Linked DNA regions of Xenopus tropicalis: region 2 is linked to region 1. The links are chromatin contacts, called in public Hi-C maps. All regions are on one chromosome and are shown on one strand. The core of a region is the stretch at or near the end of the contact, and the rest is flanking DNA. Distances in the headings are between cores, read along the strand shown. Region 1 holds the start of leo1 (RNA polymerase-associated protein LEO1). Region 2 holds the start of ap4e1 (AP-4 complex subunit epsilon-1).

Region 1 (7,183 bases), core at 2,658-5,157:
GTTCTGTCAATTTTATATTAAACATCAGAATACCTTTATTTCCTAAAAACACCTTTTTCTATTTCAGATGTATATTTTACCATAGGTTAAAATATATGGTTAGGGACTGTGTTGTTACACAGCCCCTAACACGGCATCCATTCCCTCAGCTTTCTGGCCAATCAGACAGATAGAAGGATACTAGCAAAGGTTTGTGGCTTTTGGGAAACAGAATTGAAACTTACATAAAAATATATTTTAGCACTAAAACATATCATAAATGACTAAAATGGTTTATTTTACCTTTGGGTTCGTCATCGTCACTGTCCATATCAGAATCTGATGCTATGGCTTTCTTGTGTCTCTGTCGCCCAATTTCGTCTTCACTGTCACTGCCTTTTTGGGATTCTGTAAGGAGAAAGCAAGTAATTAGACATCACATATGATAGACATAAAGTACTAATGATATTATTACTATACTTCCTTAAGGACCATGGCACACAGGGTTCTCTCTGTTGGTGTATTTCAAGCAGAGAAGAAACACCTGTTACCACTTGGGCTGACTTAAGAGCTTAACTCCACAGGAGATTTTGATCAGATTTTATGGGTCAGATTTTATCTGATGCAGCAGCACGCTACAGCACGCAACAGCACAAGATTTCCATAGACTGTAACGTCAATTCAGATGGGTTGTTTTGTTCCTGCATCTACATCCAACAGTCAATGTATTTCAGTGAGAAAAAAAAAATCTGTCAGACACCGTTGGATTTTATTTCATCGAATGAATATGTGGATGCAGCGATCCCTTCCGACAGGCACGTCATGTTGGATTTTTGTATCACTCCCATTATATTTTGACCCATGCAACTACATCGGACTTGAAGGATGCATTTGTCAACCCAACACCATCCTACAAAATCTTCAGTGGAATTTGCACTCTAGGCCTCTAACCTACCCCTACAAAATACATTCTAACAGACAAAGGCCACGGACGGATTAAATTAAAGTATGGCCAGCAGGGAACACCACCAAAAGTATTCCATTAAGAGCCTGCATAGTTGTCTCCCTAAGCCAAACTAACCTTCAATATGACACAGATATAGATGTTTTTCTAAGACAATTTGCTGTTGGTCTTATGAGGTTATCTAATAAGAGGCCCAAAAGTTTGGCCAGAAGCAGTAACCTTCATGCCTGCCAACTGGCTGCAGAAAGGAATCAGTACCAAAATAAGCATTATTCCCCAGCAATATTCATACCTGCAATGTACAAACCCTCTAGAGTGTCCTTTTGCCATACCCACTTCATAAGATGCTGGTGACGAGGCCACAAAGGTTTATAAAAAAAAAAAAAAAAAAAAACAACATGCTGCCATGTTCCTATCTTTGAAACTAACCTGATTTGCGCTCCTGTTCCTCACCATCTGATTGCTGTTGCTCATCATCTGAATGATGCCTTTCATTGTCTTCATCTGAATGTTGCCTATCTTCATCATCTGATTGTCGACGTTCATTTATCTCATCATCAGAATGCTGTTGTTCATCCTCAGAATGCCGACGCTCTTGCTCATCATCAGAATGCTGAAGCTCATTTTCTTCATCTTCAGACTGTCTGTGGTCTTGTTCTTCTCCATCTGAATGCTGTCGGTCATTATAATGCTGCCGATCATTCTCTTCATCATCTGAATTATGAAGATCATCAGAGTGATGGTTATCCTGCTCCTCATCATCTGACTGGTGATTTTCTTGTTCTTCAACATCTGAAGATGGCCGTTGCCCATCCTCATCTGACTGTCTATGTTCATCATGGTCTGAATGCTGAAGCTCATCATCAGAGTTTTGCATCTTCTCATCCTCATCAGACTGATCACTTTTATCCTCCCTGCCCCATTTTTCGTCGTCTGAATTTGCATCTTTATCTGAGCCATCAGCCTCTGAACGAGGACTACTATGATCTGACCTTCGCCCTACATCTTCATCGTTGTCTTCATCATGGAGAGCTTCTGAGCCACTGTGCTGTTCAGCATCAGACTGATCATTGACTTCTTGATCCGAGTGGGCTGTCTCAGATGCATTGTATGATCTCTCAGAGCGGTTATAACTGCCACTGTGTTGAGACCCAACCTCATCCTCACTATCATCCCCAAACAACTCTTTGTTGCTTGGTTTTACCGCAGCATGCTCATCATCATCCTCATCCCGGTCACTATCACTTCCAGATCTATTGCTCCCTGAGCCATCATTACCTTGATCTGAATCTGATCCAGATCCAGAGTCTGATTCTGCAAACACAAACATGTAATAATGTTTACATATCATATAGAAAATATATACTACTGTACAGTATTAAATCATCTTACATTTTGTTACACTTATAAGGCTCTAAGTTGATCATCCAAACAGAGCTATCAAATTTATCCTCTTAGTGCAGCAACATCTGTCAGTTTCTTTGTATAAGTACCAGTAATTGGCCGCATATATAACATATTAACATGCTATCTCTAATTTGATTTACAGAGGGAAAAAAAACCCTTCCTGACTCCTAAGCCCTAAATGGCAATTATATCAAAATTGGTGTAACACTACTGGTAGCCTTTTATCTTCTCACTTGCTACAGAGACATCAATCTTTTCTTATATACACACAAAAACTATTTTACTGTATTTATACAGGTAACTGATTTGCTTTTTCTCTGTAACAATAATAGAGTAGCTTTTATTTGATCCCAACTAAGATATAGTTAATCCTTACTGGATGCAAAACAATCCTATTGGGTTTAATTAATGTCTGATTGATTTTTTTGTTGGACTATGGAAGCTATGGAGATCAAAAAAAACCCTTATCCGGAATACCCTTGGTCCTAAGCATTTTGGATAAAGGATCCTATACCTGTACTAAGGAAAATGCATCATTAGCATTAAGCTGGTCACACACGCACCAATGATATTGTACGAAACCTCGTTTCTTACGATATTCGGTGCGTGTATGACGGCTCGACAAGGCGGCTCGTCAATCGCCAGGTTAAAAGTTTTGATCAGATGCCCGAGCAAAATCTACGTTCAGGGCTGAATCAGCAGAAGGAGGTAAAATTTCTATTGTTTCTACCTCCATATCTGACTTCAGCGGAGGGTGGGAACGATCTTTCGTGCAACCAATGGTCACTTATAAACAATGCCATCAGTCTTGCAGCCACTGCACTGATCAAGGTAAAAGAGCATAATCCTCCCCTGCTGTAGCAAAGGAACAGAATGTCAAGTGGAAAATGCTATGTACTGAATGTCACATTAGAGCACTAATGACAGACGCTGTTTGCCAATCACTAGCCCAAAGGCTGGCTATTCAGCCAGTTAAGACTGTATAGGTGTATGTAGGAAAAGGCAGGTGAAGCGATCCAGCTCTTGCTTGTGCCACTGTTTGGGAACCCATATAGGGCTCTGTGTTCTAAGATATGGTTCCAGGATCTGGTGCTCCTTTATATCACTGCCCTTAGATAAAAATAAGAGTAAAGGCAATGTATGGATTCCTAGCGATTAATCAAGTTAGTACAGACACATCTCTCTGACTCTGACAGGGCATTCTGGGAGCTGAAGTTGAGAAACAGAGCGCCTCACGCTAATGCGGACTACAGCTCCCAGAATGCCCTGTCCGCACAGAGAAGATTGCAGATGGATATCGTTTAGCCTAATAGCAAACTACAGGCCTAACAGAGGTACCTAAAACAATATGCAAACCCACCACCGGGGCAGGCGCCCTTACCTTTCTGCTCATTCTCAGATTCGGCATCGCTACCGAACAGATCCTCCATGTCCGCCATGGCCAAGTCGCGCTGCCGCAGAGCAACGCTGTTGCCGTAAAGCAGGAAATGAATGAAAAGCAAAGGACGTGGAAGCTGCTGGGCGGGGAGTTGGGAGCTGCGGCGCGGAGGCTTCTGGGAAGCTGGAAGTGCTGGGGGGCAGCGGCTTGTGGCGCTGTGAGGCTTATCTGTTGGGGAATCGATAGCAGTTCTGCACAAAGTATCTATTTAAATCATTTAAATACTTCATATTAATGGCTACTATCAGACTGTTTAGACTCACTAAAACCTGACGCATTAACAGCCAAATCTGTGAGGGCGGGGACATAGGGGTTAGCTTGGTGCCTTTCAGTGCAGGGGATAAAGGAATAACATGACTGTAACCCATAGCTTCCAGAAACAGCTGCCATTTACTATGCTGCAACTTTGCTTTGTTGCCCTGGGTTACTAAACGTAGGGCTAACGTTGCACCTAAAATTATATTTGATACCAATGTTATTAATAGGAAGAAACATAAATGAATAAATATGAATTAAAAATAAGAAATCTAAAAATATTGAAATCCTTGCAGTAGAGTAGCCACAAAATGGTTTTCCTGTTTCCTGTTTCGTAGCCATTATGATTTGCGCGAATTGTCGCGACTTTTTCGTAGCCTTCGCGCTGAGTACGAAAGTTTCAGATTCATTCAAGCTTCAGTATCGTGACTTTCCTTGGGCCAGGTTGGAGCTGCAACCTGGCCCAAGGAAAGTCTCCCATAGGGCTCAATGGCACTCTGCAGCTCCAACCCGGCCCAAGGAAAGTCTCCCATAGGGCTCAATGGCACTCTGTAGCTCCAACCTGGCCCAAGGAAAGTCTCCCATAGGGCTCAATGGCACTCTGCAGCTCCAACCCGGCCCAAGGAAAGTCTCCCATAGGGCTCAATGGCACTCTGCAGCTCCAACCTGGCCCAAGGAAAGCCTCCCATAGGGCTCAATGGCACTCTGCAGCTCCAACCCGGCCCAAGGAAAGTCTCCCATAGGGCTCAATGGCACTCTGCAGCTCCAACCTGGCCCAAGGAAAGTCTCCCATAGGACTCAATGGCACTCTGCAGCTCCAACCCGGCCCAAGGAAAGTCTCCCATAGGGCTCAATGGCACTCTGCAGCTCCAACCCGGCCCAAGGAAAGTCTCCCATAGGGCTCAATGGCACTCTGCAGCTCCAACCTGGCCCAAGGAAAGTCTCCCATAGGGCTCAATGGCACTCTGCAGCTCCAACCTGGCCCAAGGAAAGCCTCCCATAGGGCTCAATGGCACTCTGCAGCTCCAACCTGGCCCAAGGAAAGTCTCCCATAGGGCTCAATGGCACTCTGCAGCTCCAACCTGGCCCAAGGAAAGTCACGATACTGAAGCTTGAATGAATCTGAAACTTTCGTACTCAGCGCGAAGGCTATGAAAAAGTCGCGACAATTCGCGCAAATCATAATGGCTACGAAAAAGTCATAATGGCTACGAAAAAGTTGCGACTGTTTCCGAAAAAATCGCAAAATACCGATCATTACGATAAAAACGCATTCGGACGCCTTCGGAGCGTTCGTGGATTAGTAAATGTGCCCCTCATAATACCAATGCCTACATTAAGGGGCCTATTCATTAAAGTACGGTTGAGTCCGAATGCTAAAGATTTATATTTTTTCTAAGTTTTACAACTGTGTGTATTTTCTGCGATTTTTTTCATTAATTTCCGCAACTTTTTAGTACTTTGTGACAATTTGTGCTTCAAAGTCAATTTGTGTGATCAAAATCAGAAAGGTTTTTGCACCATTTACGATCGTTCGGATACGAAAATTTTGGAACTTTCGGATCATACCATGATATTTTCATACAACCACGATGCAAAATTTTCATGGTTTAAGTTAAAAGTTTATTCAGATATTGTGGGGTAAAATGTGTCAAGACTACAAGTCTCGTGATCGCTAAGAGAAGAAGTCGTCCAGGTAAAACACGGCAGTGGTGACCTCAGCAGCGTTCTAGTGAAGACGTCTGTTCAGAGACAGGGGACATGTGCAGCATATAGTGAGAAACGCCGGACACCTCTTGTATTGTAGCTGCAGCAGAATCCCATGTGATATGCTCTTTTAAAGATATGTTTGTAAGTGCATTCTAATCTTACTATTAAAGATTTTTAAGATTTTCTGCAGATGCCACTTTCTTGTTATCCCTAAGGGCTCTGGCATACGGGGAGATTAGTCGCCCGCGACAAATCTCCCTTGTCACGGGCGACTAATCTCCCCGAACTACCATCCCACCGGCGAACATGTAAGTCGCCGGTGGGATGGTACACGCTGCGCAGGCGATTTCGGCAAATCGCTGAAGTTGCCTCGCGAGGCATTTTCGGTGATTTGCCGAAATCGCGCCACCGCGTGTGCCATCCCACCGGCGACTTACATGTTCGCCGGTGGGATGGCAACTCGGGGAGATTAGTCGCCCGCGAAGAGGGAGATTTGTCGCGGGCGACTAATCTCCCTGTGTGCCAGAGCCCTAAAGGGAAGGAGAAGAGTGGAGAGTAATTGGTGTCCCTGATAAGAGCCCTTTGTATATCCCAAACCCTTCCTGATTTTGTGAGTATAGCAAGAAAGTTTAAAATGAACCAATAATCCCACAGACACTGGCTTCACCGACCTATTTGAATGCACTTGTGCACTTGATGTGCGTGTAGCACTTAAGATTTTAAAGCGCTTTGGGTTCTTTTAAATCATTCTGGGATTCAATTTTCTGAGGTAGTGTATGTGTGACACAAGGTGTGTTGATAATTAATACTGCTACACTATATTTGATACAATTTTTGTTGTTTTTTCCCTTACAATGTGTGAGCACTGACACAGACTTTGAGAGAGTATCCTATAAGCATGCCTTCCCAGCCAAAGCTGGTATATGTAGGCGTGAAATAAGGAACTATAAGCCGAGGTACCTAATTTTACCTAAAAAAACTGGAAAAACGTATTGACTCGAGTATAAGCCTAGGGTGGTAGCAAGTTTCTTTTTTTTGTTCTATACTGTACTGTATGTGTGTAACTTTAAATTACGGTACCAGTAATTAATAATAAATAATAGCCTTTTTCAAAGTAAATAAACAGCAAACAAAGACCCACTGGTGCCATTAACCGGCTGATGACATCACTATATAAGTGGCCAGTAAACACCTCCAAGCGTGTTGATAATATACATAAATACAAATAAAAACAAACAGTAGTCAGTTATATCACAGAAAATAATAACACAAAAAAATATATAATGATGGGACAGGTTAAGACATAACAGGACACTCAGAAGAAAGAAAAAGAAGTGTTTCAGGAAGACAACCTGTATTGCTGAACTGCAACCTTAATGCCGGTATGGGTGCGCAGGTTCTTATTTAGGTAAAGGAAGGAGAACAAGTGA
Region 2 (7,183 bases), core at 1,177-3,676, 150 kb after region 1:
AGAACTGTATAGTGCCTGTGTATAGTACCTGTGTATAGTGCCTGTGTATAGTGCCTGTGTATAGTGCCTGTGTATAGTACCTGTGTATAGTGCCTGTGTATAGTGCCTGTGTATAGTACCTGTGTATAGTGCCTGTGTATAGTGCCTGTGTATAGTACCTGTGTATAGTACCTGCGTATAGTACCTGCGTATAACTCCTGCGTATAGCACCTGCGTACAGTACCTGGGTACAGTGCCTGTGTATAGTACCTGTGTATAGTACCTGTGTATAGTGCCTGTGTATAGTGCCTGTGTATAGTGCCTGTGTATAGTGCCTGTGTATAGTGCCTGTGTATAGTGCCTGTGTATAGTTCCTGTGTATAGTGCCTGTGTATAGTACCTGTGTATAGTGCCTGTGTATAGTGCCTGTGTATAGTACCTGTATATAGTGCCTGTGTATAGTTCCTGTGTATAGTGCCTGTGTATAGTACCTGTGTATAGTACCTGTGTATAGTACCTGTGTATAGTGCCTGTGTATAGTACCTGTGTATAGTACCTGTGTATAGTACCTGTGTATAGTGCCTGTTTATAGCGCCTGTGTATAGTACCTGTGTATAGTGCCTGTGTATAGTACCTGTGTATAGCACCTGTGGGAGTGGGATGAAATCTGCAGCAAAAGTTGAGAGTTGGTTCTCAGGTAAAGTTATAGCTGCAGATTCTTCTTTTCAGTCTTCATTTCTGCACTGCCTTCAGTTTGCAAAATCTCCCGATCCCTGTGTGCATCTGTACTTTGATTGGTCAATTTTACTGTCTGTCAAGAAAGCTGTGCTGATTGGAGAATCCACAAGAAGAAAGATCCAGTCGGAGCACAGCATAATCGGCTTGCAGATACAGAAGGTTTCCAGGGCAGTGCAGAAACAGAGTGAGGTTTTTTTTTTTGTCTTGTTTTTTTAAGGTGCCAAGCAGGTTTGGCCTCCCTTAGCCTTATTGAAAATCCGCCTATGACTGTAACATTTCCCATTACTTAATGGGAATCATTGAGACCCTCTCTAATTGGTTAATAATCCCCTGGGCTACCGTTTGTTGAGTGAAATAAGACAATGGGAATTGTTTATGGAAACAGGAAGGGCTGTGACACACGGGAGATGAGTAGCCACGCGACAAATCTTCCCTGTCACAGGCGACTAATCTCCCCGCAATGCCATCTCACCGCTAGAATGTAAATCGCCAGTGGGATGGCATACGCGGCGCCGCAATTTGCCGAAGTTGCCTTGAGAGGAAACTGTGACTGCAACTAATCTCCCAGAGTGTCACAGCCCGAAGACAAACTCTTGTTAAGTGGGCACATGTAACAACATTGTTAACCCGGAGTAACCCCCTGCTGGCTACTCCGGGTTAACAATACATACACCTGGCCAGGTATGGACTGGGATTTAAAATAGGCCCTGGCATTTCAGGTACACAGAGGCCCAAACAGCCCCCCACCAGCCCAATAAATAGTGACTGTCTATGGCACCTTACAGCAGCCCCTCTGGCATTTGCCAGAATCCACACATTGCCAGTCCTGGCCTGCACCCAGCTGTGTCCCTGGAAGTTAGAGACTGCTACACAACAGTTACACAACAAGGAAACTATAACATGGCATGGCCTGTACTATTCAGTCTCTGAACCAGAGAGATAGGGGCCCATTCATTAAAGCATGAATTTTCACTGGTTAAAAGCATGATTGGAAAATTTGGAGTAACCACAATAATTTCTGATGTGCGAAAATTGTGCGAAAATTCTTTTCTTGGTCGTACGAAAATATCGTGGTTGTGATCCGAAAGTCACAAAATTTTCAGATCCGAAACTTCAACATATGATTTTGCAAGACTTCCATAGGACTCAATGGCACTCTGCAGCTCCAACCTGGCCAAAAGATAGTCACGATACCAAAGCTTGAACGAATTCCAAAATGGATCTTAGTCTTTGCGAAAAATACAAATATTATCGTGGTCAGAGAAAAGTTCTAAAAATTAAGTTTTTTTCTGAAAAAAAAAAAAAAATTGTTCTTTCATGAATGGGCCCCATAGTGTTGGGATGTACAGAGGCACCTGCACTGTGGGCGGGACCTGTAGCTTCCAGTTCTGGGCACCCCTCACACTGGTAATAGATGAGACTATTCCAGCATACAGTAATATACAGAGTAACATAGAACAGCATCATTTAAATGATAAAAGATATGCAGTAAAAGAAATGCAATATTTAGTATATAAAATATATAAATATTGGCTTAAATAGTAATACAAGAAGCAACTGTTCAATCTCAGAAGGGACCGAAAGCAGGTTAAATACCGTTGTAAGCTAATTCCTTGCCTAGTTCCATGCTCTTGTAGCGACTAGCGGGTACCGCCTGCCCCCTGCTGGCTACTCCTGGTCACTAAGCGCATAATTACAGCTGTCAGTGCACACTTCGTCATGTGTGGGTAAAGTTTTGCGAGTTTGAATGTAGCCGGAAGAAGGGAAGGAAGATGCCGGCTGCTGTTGTGATAATGTCCCAGTAAGATGAGTGAGATCGTAGAAAGGACTCTCAGCGCGCTGCCTGGCCTTATCCTCCAGGACTCGCCGTCCGGGGCCAGTTCCAAGCTCGGAAACCTCATCCGTAGCATCACGGCTCTCACTTCCAGACAGGTGTGGGCAGGGCAAGGGTCTGGCACTTACAGGCCCTCATGTGTCAGGGACTGGCAGCTTGTCTGGAACATGTCCAGGAAGGGCCAAGCGATCCTTATGGGCCAGGTTCCATCTGTTTGGCTTTACTTGCTGTCAACACCAGTGTTCAAAAGCTGCAATGCTTTACCTGCTTATTATATTCCATTGCAACATGGATTTCTTTTTTGCCTGGATGAGTTCTTGAACAAGCATAGTATCCAAGGCTATTGTGATACTAATATCTACAGTTAGTATTGATGTTTGTATATATAGTTATGTATGTGAGTGTATAGATTGGTAAGTATAGCTTGTATGTGCTGGGTTTACTAGGAAGGGTTGAACTTGATGGACTCTGGTCTTTTTTCAACCCTATGTAACATAAAAACTCAGTCTTTCCTGTTCTAATTATAGCTTTCTCCTTATTTATCTGTTATGCGCCCATCTCTCTGTGGAACATTTAAAACATGTTGAGAAGAACAGTTAAGGCTATTAAGTTCTGTTATCCAGGTTTAGCTCTGTACTAGGAGTCACAAGTTGAAGGTCTGTGTATAATCCTATAACATAGACATTTACTTTACTTGGAAATAATATACATATTTGTACCAATAGATGCAATGCCCTAATGTTTATGTACTACCTTTTTCTTTTCTTATATCCCTTAGGAAGAAGAAAAATTAATTCAGCAGGAGCTTGCTAATTTGAAAGTAACCGTTTCCTCTGCAAACACAACTCTGGTAATAACTCTGCATTATGACTCCATGGTTTAGCAATTTTGTGTAACCGTTGTTTTCTAATATTTGAAATATTAGTGATGTATAGTGATGTAAAGTTGCTTGAAATTATTATGTTTACTTTTCAAAAAGCTTTGTTGTGTTTGGGTGAAGTTCCCCTTTAAGTAAGTACTCAAATGAATTCTGTTAAACATGAGTACACAGAGGGCTTGATTACAAATGGACCACAGCAATATACATTTGGCTAGAAACCTTACTTTGTAATGGGAATGTCACATTTAGTTTTGTTTCCTTTATTCCATTATATTTAATTTTTTTCCTTAGTGGTTCCCAGACACTGTCTAATTCAGAATCGCACGTATAAAGGTGCAAAGACCTGTGTGCAAAGCCATGACGCCAACAGTAAACAACTTGCTGCACACAAGTGCTTATAGCACTGAAAGTAATTGAGTATAACAGGCAATGCAAAGACAAAGGGGTGTTTTTATTTCATGCCAGCAGTAAGTTTATGGCTTTTTAATCAAAAAGACTAATTTAATAAAGTGTAAAAGTGGTCAGTAGATAAGGATTGCTAGCACAGCGATCACATTTAAAAAAAAAAAAAAAAAAAAGCAGAAACCATCAAAGCTTGTACCGAACCCTAGTGGTTCAAACTTAGGGTCCTTAGGACTCAGTTGGGTAACAACACTGCACCGGGCCCCCTGCTAAAAAAAAAGTCTTTGGAAGGGCCCCTCTCCCTGCATGCTAACGCTTCCGCCCAGATGACTTTGCATTTTAAATCCCCGCTCCCGACCACTCTCCTACCAGTGAGCAGAGATTTAAATGCACCATCAGGGCTGGATTTGTAATGTGGGCGCCCTTAGGCCCCCGTCTCTTGGCTCTCTGCTGCCCCCTCCCTTTTGGGACTGTTCAGGTGCGCACATGCACAGAAATTTGTAGTTGGGTCAGGAGCACTGGGGATTGGTGTGTGGGGCATTAAAAACTATTAGGCCTCTCGTACCTCCCCAGTGCTTCGGACCCAAATTAAAAACAGAAGCTGAGTGGAATGCCGTCCCTAAAGCCCTGCTGCCCTAGGCTTGGGCCTTTGTGGCCTTGTCACAAATCCGGGCCTGTGCACCCTTGGAGGAAGCAGACATGTCCCCCTGGGCCCCTGCAACCACCAGGTCTGCTTCCTCTATTGTTATGCCACGGTTAGGACTCCATAATCCTTTATCCCTAATTGTGTTCTTAATAGTCTCGTTGGTGTTCCAGTTATAATGAAGGCACCAGTCTACTATCAGTGCTTGGAAACAGAATTTGGTTCCTCCTTCAAAACAATCCTCTTCTGGGTTGGAATTTATTGACCCAGTAAAGAAAAATCCTCTTCCCCCTAGAGGGAAGGAAGAGCATAGACACTGGAATATCTGTTAGTCCTGCTTTTGGAGTTTAATCTATTTTCATGTCTAGCATGCATTCTCATGCTTATCCCCGAAGTACTGTAGGGGAATTATTTAACTGTCTTGCATTAATTGTAGATTTCTGAATCGGAAATTTGCACCAGTGTTACAATGAACAGTAATTCACGTTGTAATATGTTGCTGTAATCATGTGACAGTTTTCAGCCACTCACTGAAATATAATAATATAATATGCTCTTTAGATAGATATAAATACGTATTTAGCACAAACAGAACTAATTAATAACAAATCTGTATATCAGAGGCAGATGAAGGAATGCATGGTGAGATTCATTTACTGCGAAATGCTGGGATATGAGTCTGGATTTGGTTACATTCACGCCATCAAGTTGGCTCAACAAGGGAATTTGCTTGAAAAAAGAGTAGGTACGTATCTGTCTCTCTATGCACTTACAGCACCACTTGACAACATTTTCTGTTGTTATACAGGAGATGTTGCTTCAGTTTGTGTTCCTGTTACTATTCAGCTTTTTGTTTGTTTAGACAGTTTCTATGAATTAATAGCTTTAGATATAAAGTATAAATTTTCTAAATAATAAGAACCTTGTAAATTCCTGTTGTTCCAGTAATGATAAAAACTACTGGGATATAAATGTAACATATTGTATGAATAAATATAGATATGGGGTTTGTTATCTTGAAACTGCCCAGAAAATGATTGCAGCCTCAACTTACAAAGTAAAGGTGGCCAAAAATGGGCCAATAAAACCTGTCAGTTTGGCCCGGACAGCATGCTGAACTGATATCTGTCTAAAAATTGGTCCTGCTGTGTTGGTTAAAAAGTACTGTTGGACAAGGATTGTCTGCACATTGATGTGGACCTTTGCAGGCAAGTTTCCCTTGGTTTGATCTGATAATTGGCCTGGGGGCCAAACAATTGGATCATACTAATTTGGTCCAATGTTTATAAAGATCGATTTGTTTAGTGTGGTCTTACAGCATATGGCCACCTTAAGAAACAGCGCCTTCCTTCTGTACATAGTATGCATAAATAACACAATAAGTGATCTGCGCAGTTTATTTTAGCTGTTTGTATCACACTAAAATAGGAAATATGTATTGGCTGCATGCTATGTTGGTACAGAGTCTTGTAGCACAAAGGGAATAGCTGGCAGAGCAGTTACAAAGATGTTTGTTTACTCATGTCTCCCAGCATGTAGGTATGCTTGTGGTAAGTGAAACGCTTAAGCATATATAGCCCTAACAGTCTACAGCATTCCAAAAATGTGACTGGCTGCTATTAGAACCTGCATTGTGCAAATCTGCTCTTGTCTTAGTTAATAGGCCCTTAAGTGGCCTGCATCTTTCTTGAATATGTATCATTACAGTGGCTTGCAAAAGTATTCGGCCCCCTTGAACTTTTCCACATTTTGTCACATTACAGCCACAAACATGAATCAATTTTATTGGAATTCCACGTGAAAGACCAATACAAAGTGGTGTACACGTGAGAAGTGGAATGAAAATCATACATGATTCCAAACATTTTTTACAAATAAATAACTGCAAAGTGGGGTGTGCGTAATTATTCAGCCCCCTTTGGTCTGAGTGCAGTCAGTTGCCCATAGACATTGCCTGATGAGTGCTAATGACTAAATAGAGTGCACCTGTGTGTAATCTAATGTCAGTACAAATACAGCTGCTCTGTGACGGCCTCAGAGGTTGTCTAAGAGAATATTGGGAGCAACACCATGAAGTCCAAAGAACACACCAGACAGGTCAGGGATAAAGTTATTGAGAAATTTAAAGCAGGCTTATGCTACAAAATATTTCCAAAGCCTTGACATCCCACGGAGCACTGTTCAAGCGATCATTCAGAAATGGAAGGTGTATGGCACAACTGTAAACCTACCAAGACAAGGCCGTCCACCTAAACTCACAGGCCGAACAAGGAGAGCGCTGATCAGAAATGCAGCCAAGAGGCCCATGGTGACTCTGGACGAGCTGCAGAGATCTACAGCTCAGGTGGGGGAATCTGTCCATAGGACAACTATTAGTCGTGCACTGCACAAAGTTGGCCTTTATGGAAGAGTGGCAAGAAGAAAGCCATTGTTAACAGAAAACCATAAGAAGTCCCGTTTGCAGTTTGCCACAAGCCATGTGGGGGACACAGCAAACATGTGGAAGAAGGTGCTCTGGTCAGATGAGACCAAAATTGAACTTTTTGGCCAAAATGCAAAACGCTATGTGTGGCGGAAAACTAACACTGCACATCACTCTGAACACACCATCCCCACTGTCAAATATGGCGGTGGCAGCATCATGCATTGGGGGTGCTTCTCTTCAGCAGGGACAGGGAAGCTGGTCAGAGTTGATGGGAAGATGGAT

The links. A called contact is a pair of places that touch in the nucleus more often than the background predicts.
Region 2: a contact with region 1 is called in a Hi-C map of neurula embryo, with 3 times the contacts expected there. The contact joins the promoter of ap4e1 here to the promoter of leo1 in region 1. A contact is called at or near these places in 3 of 5 Hi-C or Micro-C datasets (brain, gastrula embryo and neurula embryo).

The regions. Positions count from the first base shown.
Region 1 is chr3:102,304,292-102,311,474 of UCB_Xtro_10.0, forward strand. It overlaps leo1 (RNA polymerase-associated protein LEO1), which reads right to left and starts at 3,908. Exons shown (of 12, transcript XM_002936345.5): 1 at 3,732-3,908; 2 at 1,373-2,257; 3 at 283-387. The coding sequence starts at 3,789.
Region 2 is chr3:102,453,983-102,461,165 of UCB_Xtro_10.0, forward strand. ap4e1 (AP-4 complex subunit epsilon-1) reads left to right here and starts at 2,427. Exons shown (of 21, transcript XM_002936344.5): 1 at 2,427-2,649; 2 at 3,330-3,401; 3 at 5,098-5,221. The coding sequence starts at 2,524.